Linked DNA regions of Macaca mulatta: region 2 is linked to region 1. Evidence: chromatin contacts called from public Hi-C data. All regions are on one chromosome and are shown on one strand. Each heading gives the region's core, a stretch centred on a gene start, on an enhancer-like site or on the middle of the called end of the contact. The rest is flanking DNA. Distances are from core to core; before and after follow the strand shown.

Region 1 (6,986 bases), core at 1,669-4,168:
CTTGGCCTCCCGGATTGCTGAGATTACAGGCGTGAACCACCTTGCCCGCCCTGGAGGGCCCATTTCTGCACCACATGGATTTCTCCACAACACTGCCTGCATTTCCCCACAACATGGCAGTTGGCTTCCCCCAGAACACGTGACCCAAGAAAGAACAAGCAAAAGTCACTGTGTTTTTATTTATTTATTTGAGACAGGGTCGTCTTCTGTTGCCCAGGCTGGAGTGCGGTGGTGTGAGCATGGCTTACCACAGTCTCAAACTCCTGGGCTCCAGCGATCCTCCTGCCTCAGCCTTCCGAGTAGCTGTGATTATAGGGGCATGCCTAATTTTTGGCTAATTTTTGTATTTTTTGTACAGATGGTGGTGGGGTGTTGGTGTGGGGGGTCTCACTATGTTTCCCAGGCTGGACTAGAACTCCTAGACTCAAGCGATCCTCCCATCTCAGCCTCCCAAAGTGCTGGGATCACAGGCGTGAGCCACCACGCCCGGCGTCGTCTACTTTCTAGCTTGTTCTCTTGTACTTTTGAGGGCATGAATATGGTAAACAGATGAAAAATATACTTCCAGTTTCTCCTTTCTATGTGGTTTTGGAGCAGGAGGATGAAAAGGTCTTACCCATAGCGTCAACCCTTCAGTGGAAGGAACTGTGTTTCTCCCACAGGGAATCAGGATTGGAAGGGGATGAGGCTCAGGGAGAATTACACAGAGCCTTGTGGGTGTAACAGGGGGATGAAGACGTGTTATCTCCTGCTTGATGCCATCTTGCAGAAATAAGCTAATCATCTCCAGAATATGCTTTCGTTCGCCAAATGGGATTTGCACATGCATCGTAGGCTAATCTGCCTTCCATGGATGGCAGGTTCTGTGAGTAATCTGACAGAGGCTAATTGGGACAGATTCCATTAGGACTGCTGTGTGATCCTCTCACGGGGCCGCCGTGGCCCCTGGGTAAGGAGGATGGCTCTGCTGTGGGTTAATCCAGGCTTAAGTGGCCAGGAGATTTTGATCCTCATGGTATTACATGGTGGCGATACTCACAGGGGCTCGGGGAAAAGCAGAAAATCCATTTGGCCAGGACTGACCAGGCTTCTCTCTGGGGCTTGTTTAGAACAGCTTGTGGAAGGAATCCGCTCATAAATGTCAGTGCTTAGAGATCATGTTGTCTCAAGTGGGTGCCTCTCCTCCTTTCCTCTTCCTTCCCTCATTTCTCCCTCCCTCCTTCCCCTCCCTTCCTCCTTTCCTTCTTTCCTTCCTTCCTTCCTCCGTCCCTCCTTCACTCACACTCATTCCCGTTCCTTTCCTCTGTCCCTCTCTCTCACTCTGTTTTCCTCTCTCTCCCACCCTTTCTCCCTCTCCCCCTCCCTCCCTCTCTTTCCTTCCCTCCCGCTTTCCCTCCCCTCCTCTTTTTTTTTTTTTTTTTTGAGATGGAGTCTCACTTTTTTAGAAAAAATCAGGCCGGGCGCGTTGACTCACACCTGTAATCCCAGCACTTTGGGAGGCCGAGGCGGGTGGATCACGAGGTCAGAAGATCGAGACCATCCTGACTAACACGGTGAAACCCCATCTCTACTGAAAATACAACAAAAAAATTAGCCGGGCGTGGTGGTGGGTGCCTGTAGTCCCAGCTACTTGGGAGGCTGAGGCAGGAGAATGGCATGAACCCGGGAGGCGGATCTTGCAGTGAGTGGAGATCGCGCCACTGCACCGTAGCCTGAGTGACAGAGTGAGACTCCGTCTCAAAAAAAAGAAAAAAAAAATCCGAACGCTTGGTTCGTGATATAACTCTCACAATTTGTCTTTTCAAGTTCCCCTTTCAATAGACTATTTTTAGAGCAGTTTTGGGCTTACAGAAGAATTGAGCAGAAGACATAGAGTTCCCACCTATCTCCTCTCCCCTAAAAGGTACGCATTTCCCCCTACTGCTACCATCTCTCATTAATGTGCTACATTTGTTACACTAATGAGCCAATATTGATACATGGTTATTGACCAGCAGCTACAGTTTACATTTGGTGTGGCTCACTCTCTAGGGACCTCCTAAGCATGGAGTTACACAGGATATGTCCTTTTGCATCTGGCTCATTTCACTGGACACGATGCCCTCGAAGTTCATCCACGCTCTAGCCTGTGTCAAAATTTCTTTCCTTTTTCAGGCTGAATCATATTCCATTGCATGAATGGACGACATTGTGTTTATCCATTCATCTCTCGGTGGCCACTTGGGTGGTCTCCACCTTTGGGGTGCTGTGAATCGTGCTGCTGTGAACACGGGTGTACATTTTGACATTTTGGTTTTGGAGGATGTACCACGTTTTGTTTATACTTGGTTTTTTTTTTTGAGAGGGAGTCTTGCTCTGTTGCCCAGGCTGGAGTGCAGTGGCGCGATCTAGGCTCACTGCAAGCTCCGCCTCCCAGGTTCATGCCATTCTCCTGCCTCAGCCTCCTGAGTAGTTGGGACTACAGGCGCCCGGCTAATTTTTTGTATTTTTAGTAGAGACGGGATTTAGACAGGATGGTCTCGATCTCCTGACCTCGTGATCTGCCCTCCTCGGCCTCCCAAAGTGCTGGGATTACAGGCGTGAGCCACTGCGCCCGCCTGACCTATGGCTTATTTTTATAAAGCTCAGGGCTAAAAAGCCTTTTCCATTTTAAAAGGATTGTAAAAAAACAAATAACAAAGAGGAATATGCAACAGCGACCCTTTAGCTCGCAGAGCGTAAAATACTTACTGTTTGTCCCTTTGCAGAAAAAATTTGCAGACGCCGGATGTAAGATACTAACACGAGGGGAAGCTGAATGAGGGGTGTCTGGGAACGCTGTACTAGCTTTGCAACTTTTCTGTAAATCAAAAATTTTTCCAAAACAAAAACAAAATTTTTTAAAAAGATGGTGTCTCACTATGTTGCCCAGGCTGGTCTGCAGCTCCTGACCGGAAACGATCCTCCTGCTTTGGCCTCTCCGGTAGCTGGGATTACAGGCACAGGCCCTTGTGCCTGGCTGAAACAAAAGACTTTTGAAAAGGAGAATTGGGGTTAGAATTCAGGAAGTCCTATAAAGCAAGACGTGAAACCCGGAAGTCAGGAGTTAGAGACTGGTGGAGGACTTTCAGTTTCAGCTCTGAGTGCCTTTATACTGTTTCTCTTTTTAGGATAAATGTTATTTATCTAGATAGATTTTTTTTTTTGAGACAGGGTCTCGCTTTGTCACCCAGGGTGAAGTGCAGTGGCACCATTTCAGCTCACTGCAGCCTCAAGCTCCTGGCCTCAAGACGTCCTCCTGCTTCAGCCTCCCGAGTAGCTGGGACTACAGGCGTGCACCACCATGCCCCAGCTAATTTTTAGTAGAGACCGGGTTTTACCATGTTGCCCTGGCCGGTCTCGAACTCCTGGGATCAAGAAATCTGTCCGCCTGGGCCTCCCAAAGTGCTGGGATTCCAGGCATGAGCCACCACGCCTGGCCAGTTTTAATTCTGAAGACAATCATTGAAAATTGATCTGACACTGTTTCATGTTTTCGGGCCTCTCCCCTGCCCCGCCCCCAGAGGATTCCAGTACATGAAATTTGTAAACATTTGGTTGTGCGGCATTACTCTTTGCTAAAAATCATTAGGACTTATTCGTTTCTGGCATTCAAGGTCCTCTGAGATCTAACTCTAGTACAGGGATTATCAACCCTTCCTAAAGGGCCAACGTATAAATTTTTGGCGTTGCAGGCCATGTGCTCTCTGTCGAGTCCTCCCAGCTGTGCTGTGGGAGCTCAGAAGCAGCTATGAATGATATGTAAGTGAACATGCACGGTTGTGTGCCAATAAAACTTTATTTACAAAAGTAAGCAGTGGACTGCGTTTGACCCATGGGCCAGAGTTTGCCAACCTCTAGTCTAGTTCATCTTTCTTTCTCTTTTTCTGATGGAGCCTCACTCTGTCACCCGGGCTGGAGTGCAATGACATGATCTCGGCTCACTGCAACCTCCGCCTCCTGAGTTAAAGCTATTCTTCTGCCTCAGCCTCCTGAGTAGCTGGGACTACAGGTGTACACCACCATGCCAGGCTAATTTTTATATTTTTAGTAGAGACAGGGTTTCGCCATGTTGACCAGGCTGGTCTTGAACTCCTGACCTCGTGATCCACCCACCTCGGCCTCCCAAAGTGCTGGGGTGACACATGTGAGCCACCGCGCCCAGCCTCACATTTTCTGTATCCATTCATCCAACGATGGACACGTAGGTTGGTTTCCTATCTTGGCTATTGTGAATGAGGCTGACAGATTCTGATTTCATTTCCTTTGGATATATACCCAGAAGTGGGATTACTGGATCATATGGTGGTTCTATCTTTAATTTTTTGAGGAACTTCCATTCCGTTCTCCAGAATGGCTGTGCTCATTTACATTCCCACCAACAGCACACAGGGCTCCCTTTTCTCCACATCCTCACCAATGTTTCTTTTTCTTTTTCTTTTTTTCTTTTTTTTTTTTTTTTTTTTTGAGACAGAGTCTCACTCTGTCACCCGGGCTGGAGTGCAGTGGTACAATCTTGGCTCACTGCAACCTCTGCCGCCCAGGCTCAAGCGATTCTCCTGCCTCAGCCTCCAAGTAGCTGGGATTACAGGTGCCTGCCACCAAGTCTAGCTAGTTTTTGTATTTTTAGTAGAGACGGGGTTTCGCCATGTTGACCAGGCTGGTCTTGAACTCCTGACCCCGTGATCCGCCTGCCTCATCCTCCCAAAGTGCTGGGATTACAGACATGAGCCTCTGCACCCGGCCATCTTTACCAATGTTTCTTATCTTTTATCTTTTGGATCATAGCCATTCTAACAGGTATCTCATTGTGGTTTTAATTTGCATTTCCCTGATGATGAATAATCTTCAGCATTTTTTCATAATCCTGTTGGCTGCCTGTGTGTCTTTATTTGAGAGGTGTCTAGTCAGATTATTTAACCCCCTCTTTTTTTTTGAGACAGGGTCTCTTTTTTTTCCCTGAGACAGAGTCTTGCTCTGTCACCCAGGCTGGAGTGCAGTGATGTGATCTCAGCTCACTGTAGCCTCGACCTCCCAGACTCAGCATTCCTCCCATCTCAGCCTCCTGAGTAACTGGGATCACAGGTGCACACCACCACACCTGGCTACATTTTAAAAATGTTTTATAAAGATGGGGTCTTGCTATGTGGTCCAGGCTGGTCTTGAACTCCTGAGCTCAATCGATCCTCCTGCCTCTGCCTCCCAGGGGACCCTGGGCAATGTCTGGGGACATCTGTGGTTGTCACAACTCAGGGGTGCTCCTGGCATGGAGTGGGTGGAGGCCAGGGATACTGCTTAGCACCCTGCAGTGCCCAGGACGTCCCCAGCCCAGAGAATGGTCCAGCCCCAATGCCCACAGTGCAGAGGGGAAGACCTTGCATTCATGATTTCAAAAATAATAATTGAATTGCGTCTCTGCTCACAACAGACACCAGAATAAGCTCCCAGTGGGGCAGACAGCATAAACCACAGGACCCCAGCTCCTGGGATTCTCCGCCTCTCTCCCTCCCCCCACTCAGGGTGTGGATTTCAATGTGTGCAGCCTCCTGGGACCTCAGCAGGGCAGAGGATCATGGGACACAGTCTCTTGGGGATCCGTGGAACCCCCTAACTGAGGAAGTCTTTCTGGGGATGTTTCTGTTCCCCAGGGGACATCAGGCAATGTCTGGGACATTTGTGGCTGTCATGACTGGGGGTGCTCCTGGCATAGAGTGGGTGGAGGCCAGGGACGCTGCCCAGCACCCTGCAGTACCTAGGATGGCTCCGCCCCAGCGAGTGACCCGGCCCTCATGTCCGTAGCACCTGGGGGGTTGAGCGGGGGACCCCAGCTGTTTCAGATCGTGCCTAGGAGGCCGCTCTGGGAACCCGGGGAAGGTGGGAGCAGAGCTTGTCATGAAGCAGGAGGGGAGGGTGTGCATCAGAAAAGAAATGACAGGTTTGAAATCTGCAGAAGCTCATCTCTCCTCTCCCCCTCTCCTCCCCACCCGGCCCCGCCCCCACCTGGCTTCCTAAATAAAGACCTTCCTCTCCATGGAGACTGCCTCACTCAAACTCACCCCCTCGTGCGTGCAGAGTCTCAAAAACACGGCCCCGCCCCCGCCGCAGTGAGGGTCCGAATGGGAGGTTTGGAAATGGGAGAGCATCTGTGTCCCAGACCCGGCGGTGGGGGGCCCAGGGCGCCCGGCACATCTTCCAGAGCCTAGGCTCGCCGAGGCAGGCGAGAGCTGTCCCCTCCCCTCTGTTAGGGATGCCTGCCAAGGTCAGCCATGGGCGAGGCCAGGGACAGCGCCCAGGTGGTGCCAAGGGGACTGTGAGTCACCTGTGGCCAGGAGGGCTGAGTGAGGAGACACGGGCCCTGGGCCTCAAGGGCGCCATCCGAAGATCCCACAAGGTTGAGGACAAGGGAGGTCAGAGGGCAGAAATTCAAGGCAACAGAACAGCTCTAGAAGGGGGGTGCCCCCAGCACGGGGTGGGTGGAGGCCAGGGATGCTGCTCAGCACCCCGCAGTGCCCAGGACAGCCCCACCCCAGAGAATGATCCAGCCCCAATGTCCACAGTGCTGACGGGGGGAGACCTTGCATTCATCATTTGGAACAAAATAGACTTTGATCCCTACTTACTCCAGACATCAGGATAAACTCGTGATGGGGCAGACGGTGTAAACCAGGGGGACCCCAGCTCCTGGGATTCTCCTCCTCCCTCCACCCCACTCAGGATGTGGATTTCAGTGTGTACAGCCTCCTGGGACCTCAGCAGGGCCGAGGATCATGGGACTCAGATCAATCCCTCATCTGCCCTGCCACGGAATTTCCCAGCTCTGTGTTTGTCTGTTGCAAATCCCCAGGTTTGGGAACTGAGGGTCTGGCTGTTTGTGTCCTTGGGCACTGCTTGGAGATACTAGGCTATAAAATCCATCAGCCTTTTCAGAATTACGAGCAAAAATAATAACCAGCACCTTAATAACCCTG
Region 2 (6,986 bases), core at 2,682-5,181, 84 kb before region 1:
CGTGTTCCACAAGATGATGTCAGCTCCACGCAGGCAGAAAATGGCATTAAATGCTAAGAACTTGTAGATGCCTCATTTATAGCCTCTGCAAAACTGAACTCTGTCTTTTGACGCCTTCAATCTCTGTGCCTCCTCCGGTCTTTCCTATTTTAGCGAGCACCAGGATCCATCCGATGGCACAAAGCTGAAAACAGGAGTCATCCCCAACACCTCCTTCTCCTGCAACCCACACGGACAAACCAGTGCCAAGTCCTGTCAATTCACCCTCCAAAACATTTCTCAAACTCACTCACTGTCCTTTCTCCTGTCAATGCCCTCAGCTAAACTACCATCAAGTCTTAGAAATAGATATAGGGTCTCATTATGTTGCCCAGGCTGGTCTCGAACTCCTGGGCTCAAGCGATCTTCCTTCCTTGGCTTCCCCATGTGCTAGGATTACAGGCGTGTGCCAAGGCACCCAGCCCAACTCTTGCCCAGAGGACTCTGAAGTAGTCTCCCTGCTTCCATTCTTGCTTCTCTGTAATTCAGGCTTTCTTTACACACGAGTCGAAATAATCTTAAGACATAAAATTAGATGACAACCCTCACCTACTTAACATCCTTCAATGAATCACACTGCACTTACGGTAACATCCAATTCCACAGCACGGTCTACGGGACTGTCCCTAATCTCCCATCTCCCCACTGCTCATGGATGTTTAGCCAGGCTGGCTTTCCAACTCCTCAAACGCAGCAAACCCTTTTCCATCTGTTTGTCAACTATCCTCTCTCCTCTCCCTACTTCCCAGTACTTTTTTTTTTTTTTGAGATGGAGCCTAGCTCTGCTGCCCAGACTGGAGTGCAGTGGCATGATCTTGGCTCACTGCAACCTCCACCTCACGAGTTCAAGCAATTCTCCTACCTCAGCCTCCCGAGTAGCTGGGATTACAGGTGCCCACCTCCACGCCCTGCTAGTTTTCTTTTTCTTTTTTTTTTTTTTTTTTTTTTGAGACAGAGTCTCGCTCTGCCGCCCAGGCTGGAGTGCAGTGGCGTGATGTTGGCTCACTGCAAGCTCCGCCTCCCGGGTTCATGCCATTCTCCTGCCTCAGCCTCCCGAGTAGCTGGGACTACAGGCGCCTGCCACCTCCCCCGGCTAGTTTTTTTGTATTTTTTAGTAGAGACGGGGTTTCACCGTGTCAGCCAGGATGGTCTCGATCTCCTGACCTTGTGATCCGCCCGTCTCGGCCTCCCAAAGTGCTGGGATTACAGGCTTGAGCCACTGCGCCCGGCCTTCTTCTTTTTTTTTTTTTTTTTTTGAGATAGAGTCTCGCTGTGTCACCCAGGCTATAGTGCAGTGGTATGATCTCGGCTCACTGCAAGCTCCACCTCCCGGGTTCATGCAATTCTCCTGCCTCAGCCTCCCGAGTAGCCGGGACTACAGGCGCCCGCCAGCACGCCTGGCAAATTTTTTTGTATTTTTTAGTGGAGACGGGATTTCACTGTATTAGCCAGGATGGTCTCGATCTCCTGACCTCGTGATCTGCCCACCTCAGACTCCCAAAGTGCTGGGATTACAGGTGTGAGCCACCGTACCCAGCCTTCTCAGTATATTTGACTTGGCTAATTCCTGCAGAGAAGTCTCTCTTTCTTTCTTCACAGAACTTAGTATGACCTATAGTTTTTCTAGTATGTAGGCGTATTAGTTATCTATTGCCATATGACAATTTTTCCCCCAAACTTAGTGCCACCAGGCATGGTGGCTCATGCCTGTAATCTCAGCACTTTAGGAGGCTGAGGTGGGAGGATTTCCTGAATCCAGGCATTTGAGACTGGCTTGTGTGACATTAGGTAAAAAATTAGCTAGGCATGGTGGCACATGCTCCCAGGTACTCGGGAGGCTGAGGTGGGAGGACTGCTTGAGCCCAGGAGGTCATGGCTACAGTGAGCTATGATTGCACCACTGCACTCCAGCCTGGGTGATGGGGCAGGACCCTCTCTCAAAATACAAGCAAACAAACACAAAACTAAGTGGCTTGAAACAGCATTTATTATCTCAGTTTCTCTGGATGAGGAATTCAGGTGCAGTTCATATGGGTCTTCTGTTTTCAGGGTCTTTGTCTCTCTTTCTTTTCTTCTTCTTTCCTTCTTTCAATCTTTCTTTCTTTCTTTCTTTCTTTCAATCTTTCTTTCTTTCTTTCTTTTCTTTCTTTCTTTCTTTCTTTCTTTCTTTCTTTCTTTCTTTCTTTCTTTCTTTCTTTCTTTCTTTCTTTCTTTCTTTCTTTCTTTCTTTCTTTCTTTCTGTCTCTCTCTCTCTTTCTCTCTTCCTTTTTTTTTGTTGCCCAGGCTGGAGTGTAATGGTATGATTTCAGCTCACTGTCACCTCGGCCTCCCAGGTCCCAATGATTCTGATGCCTCAGCCTCCTGAAGAGCTGGGACTACAGGTGCCCGCCACCATGCCCAGCTAATTTTGGTATTTTTAGTAGAGATGGGGTTTCGCCATCTTGGCCAGGCTGGTCTCAAACTCCTGACTTTAAGTGACTTGCCCACCTCGGCCTTCCAAAGTGCTGGGATTATAGGCATGAGCCACTGTGTACAGCTTTGTTTTAGGGTCTTTCAAAGGTTGCAATTGAAGTGAAGCAGTCAACCGAAAGCTCACTTGGGGCAGGACCCTCTTCCATGATAATACTCATGGCTGCAGGCAGCATTTGGTTCCTTATGGGCTGTTGTGCTGAGGGTCTCATTGCCTTGCTGACCGTTGGCTGGAGGACACTCTCAGTTCCTTGCCCTGTGGATCTCTCCAGCATCTTAGCTTGCTTTGTCAAGGCATGTAGGCTGAGCAGGTGAGAGACAGGCTCTGCTAGCAAAATAGAAGTCACAGTCTCTCAGAGTCTAATCGCAGAATGACATCCCATTCGTTTGCCATTTTCTATTTGTTAGAATCAAGTCATTGGGCCAAGCGCAGTGGCTCATGCCTGTAATCCCAGCACTTTGGGAAGGCAAAGCAAGAGGATCACCTGAGGTCAGGAGTTCGAGACCAGTTTGGCCAACATGGTGAAACACCGTCTCTACTAAAAACACAAAAATGAGCTGGAGTGGTGGCATGCGACTATAATTGCATCTACTCGGGAGGATGAGGCAGGAGAATTGCTTGAACACGGGAGTCGGAAGTTGCAGTGAGCCAAGATCGTGCCACTGCACTCCAGCCTGAGTGACAAGAGCGAGACTCTGTCTAAAAAAAAAAAAAATTTTTTTTTTTTTTTTTAGAGATAGGGTCTCACTATGCTACCCAGGCTGGCCTTGAACTCCTGGACTCAAGCGATCCTCCTGCCTCGGTCTCTTAAAGTGCTGGGGTTACAAATGTGAGCCACTGTGCCCTGCCAAGATTTGGTTTTTAACTTATGCGTTACCTCGTATACTTATTTTTTCATGGTTTGAACATGTAACATCTACTTTCTTAGCAATTTTGCAGTATGCAATGCATCGTTACCAGCTGCAGCCACCGTGATGTACAGTCGATCTCTTGGACTTATTCCTCCTGCCTATCAACAGAGATTTGTTGAAAGGATGAAGCTGCTTCTTCAGCCGTCCGTAAGGGGATCAGCAGCGAGGACACTGAGAGAGGAGCCGCCTGCGTTGGAAATCACTTCCCGTCCACACCTCCAAGCTCCTTCCAAGCGGGATTCAGCACCAGATGCCCCTGGACAGCTCTGGAAACCCAATCCTGCCGGAACCGTTCCTCGCCGATCCGAGTTTCCCGTCGGGGCCGCTTGGTGGCTGCGCCCGCCGCTCTGCGGGAGGAAACCCCTTTCCTGTGCCGGTAGAAGAGGTGGAGTCGCATGTGAGTGGCAGGTTCCGCAGCCAATAGTATGGAAAGTTCTGCCAGCGGCTCTCGGAGAGGCCAATGGGCAGGGGCGTGGGCGGGGCGTGGGCCAGCCGCGCTGAGCGGGGCCTCTCCAGGCCGCGTCTGTGGGGTCGAGACTGCGCGGCGGTTGGGCGGGGAGCGGCGCCTGTCGGGGGACAAGGGTTCCCCGGGAGGTAGGTGCGGGCTGAGAGAGGACCCGGGGCGGCGGGGCGGGGCGGCGGGGCGGGGCGGCCCTGGGCGGCCGGTGTTCTGGTGGATTCTACCCGCACGTTAGCCGAGGCCCGACTCCGGTATCCGGCAGCGCGAGGCACACAGAAGGCGCTCAATAAGTGCTGATTGAATGAATGAGCCCGCGCCCTCCGCATCCCGGCCCGAGCAGTCTACAGTTTGAGAGCGTGCAGGCCACCCTCACCTTCACTGTACAGCCTGAGGCATCCAGATGCCGGACAGGTCTTTATTGGGCGCCTACTGTGTGCCTGGGTGGCTCTGCGCTGGGTGCAGCTGGCCCAGAGCGAGACAGACAGCCTGGTCCCGCCCAGCTCACCGCCTAGGGGGGCGGGACGACTTTAATCGACTTAAAATAATGTAATTCCTAGTTCCCTCTGTAGCACAAAATAAAAGAAAATAACACCAGGGAAGGGGGCGGGGAGGGCTGTGAGTGGAGACGTCTGAGCAGTGACCCGAAGACCTGAATGCAGGGAGGTGGCGGGGCCATGAGGCGCTTAGCGCTGATGGTGGGGGAGAAATCCCAGTTGGGGAAAACTCAAGGACCAGGGGAGGAGCTGAGATTCCTCCTAAGAATGGTGACATTTTGGGGTCCAGGGTGAAACCGACTCCATTTTGGGCCATTGCATCAGGTAATGCGGCCCTTATCAGTGCCCACAGGCTTCCGTTCCTCCGTGTGTTCAGCCAGCGGGTTTTTAGTATCTTCTGCACCAGGCCTTCCGGGGGGTACAGGGATATGGTTTAGGGCGGGAGTCAGCCATGGTCAGAAAGGGAGGCCCCCCCTCTTTTTTTTTTTTTTTTTTGAGACGGAGTCTCACTCTGCAGCCCGGGCTGGAGTGCAATGGCGCGATCTCGGCTCACTGTAACCTCTGCCTTCTGGGTTGAAGTGATTCTCCTGCCTCAGCCTCCCGAGTAACTGGGATTACAGACGCGTACCAGCATGCCCAACTAATTTTTTTTTTTTTTTTTTTTGAGAGAGAGTCTTACTTTGTCACCCAGGCTGGAGTGCAATGGCGTGATCTTGGCTCACTGCAACCTCCACCTCCTGGGTTCAAGTGATTCTCCTGCCTAAGCCTCCCAAGTAGCTGGGATTACAGGTGCCCACCACCACACACAGCTAATTTTTGTATTTTTAGTAGAGACAGTGTTTCACTGTGTTGGACAGGCTGGTCTTGAACTCTCGACCTCAGGTGATCTGCCCACCTCAGCCTCCCAAAGTGCTGGGATTACAGGCATGAGCCACCACACTTGGCTGAGGGAGGCCCTTTTGAGGGGTCCTGGATGCAGTGAAGCAAGAGAGAAGGAGGAGGCATTGCTGGAAGGTCAGGAGAAAGAGAGCATGTTCCAGGTGGAGAGAGAAGAACCCATGCAGAGGTCCTGAGGCATGAGCGAGTTTGGCACAGAAAGGACCAGTGTGGGCCAAGGTGAGGCAGGAGCTTGTCGTGCAGAGCCTCAGCCTCAGGGTCCAGAGTTTAGACTTTACTCTGGGGCATGGGGAAGCCATGAACCACCACCATCCAATAGAACATTCTGCAGCGACGAGTGTTCCCTTTGCTGTCAAATACGGTAACCACAGAAGTCAAGTAGGCTTGTGTGACTACTGAGCACTTTAAATGTGGCCAGGGAGACTGAGGAGTGGAATTTTAGAGTTTATTTAGTTTGTTTATTTATTTATTTTTTTGAGACGGAGTTTTGCTCTTGTCACCCAGGCTGGAGTGCAGTGGTGCCATCTTGGCTCGCTACAACCTCCGCCTCCTGGGTTCAAGCGATTCTCTTGCTTCAGCCTCCCGAGTAGCTGGGATTACAGGTGTCAGCCACCACACCCGGCTAATTTTTGTATTTTCAGTAGAGATGGGGTTTCACCACGTTGGCCAGGCTGGTCTTGAACTCCTGACCTCAGGTGATCCACCTGCCTCGGCCTCCCAAAGTGCTGGGATTGCAAGTGTGAGCCACCGTACCCCACCTGGATTTTTTTTAGTTTTGATGAACTTTTTTTTTTTTCTTTGAGACAGTGTATTAGTCAGGGTTCTCTAGAGGGACACAACTAATGGAATAGTTACATATATAAAGGGGAGTTTATTAAGTATTAACTCACATGATTACAAGGTCCCACAGTTGTCTGTAGATTGAGAAGCAAAGAAAACCAGTATGAGTTCCAAAACTGAAGAACTGCCCTGGTGCGGTGGCTAGCACCTATAATCCTAACACTTTGGGAGGCCGAGGCAGGCAGATCACGAGGTCAGGAGTTCGAGACTAGCCTGGCCAACACGATGAAACCTCGTCTCTACTAAAAATACAAAAAAATTAGCTGGGAGTGGTGGCGCATGTCTGTAATCCCAGCTACTAGGGAGGCTGAGGCAGGAGAATCGCTTGAACCCAGGAGGTGGAGGTTGCAGTGAGCAGAGATTGCACCATTGCACTTCAGCCTGGCAACGGAGCGAGACTCTGTCTAAAAAAAAAGCTGCCTGGGCGCGGTGGCTCACGCCTGTAATTGCAGCACTTTGGGAGGCCGAGATGGGCGGATCACGAGGTCAGGAGATGGAGATCATCCTGACTAACCCGGTGAAACCCCGTCTCTACTAAAAAATACAAAAAACTAGCCGGGTGAGGTGGCGGGCGCCTGTAGTCCCAACTACTCGGGAGGCTGAGGCAGGAGAATGCGGGAGGCAGAGCTTGCAGTGAGCTGAGATCCGGCCACTGCACTCCAGCCTGGGCAACAGAGTGAGACTCCGTCTCAAAAAAAAAACAAAAAGAGGCCGGACGCGGTGGCTCATGCCTGTAATCCCAGCACTTTGGAAGGCCGAGGCAGGCAGATCACCTGAGGTCAGGAGTTTGAGACCAGCCTGGCCAACATGGCGAAACCCTGTCTCTACTAAAAATACAAAAATCAACTGGGTGTGGTGGCAAGCGCCTATAATCC

The links. A called contact is a pair of places that touch in the nucleus more often than the background predicts.
Region 2: a Hi-C map of CD4 T cells shows a contact between it and region 1, with 4 times the contacts expected there. The contact joins the promoter of SLC39A3 here to the enhancer-like site in region 1. A contact is called at or near these places in 9 of 14 Hi-C or Micro-C datasets (CD4 T cells, blood, cortical neurons and 5 more).

Annotation. Positions count from the first base shown.
Region 1 is chr19:3,421,858-3,428,843 of T2T-MMU8v2.0, reverse strand. All of the region lies in intron 1 of THOP1 (thimet oligopeptidase 1), which reads right to left. It also overlaps a transcript of GNG7 not described here. Among named protein-coding and RNA genes, the nearest start is that of DIRAS1, 66 kb to the left of the region's middle. Within about 2 kb of position 2,918, at least 11 of the 40 cell types and tissues checked have an H3K27ac peak or open chromatin away from gene starts, as enhancers often do. A contact at or near this core is called in CD4 T cells and blood, where this site is marked.
Region 2 is chr19:3,506,955-3,513,940 of T2T-MMU8v2.0, reverse strand. SLC39A3 (solute carrier family 39 member 3) reads left to right here and starts at 3,931. Exons shown (of 3, transcript NM_001190948.1): 1 at 3,931-4,014. All of the region lies in intron 1 of THOP1 (thimet oligopeptidase 1), which reads right to left.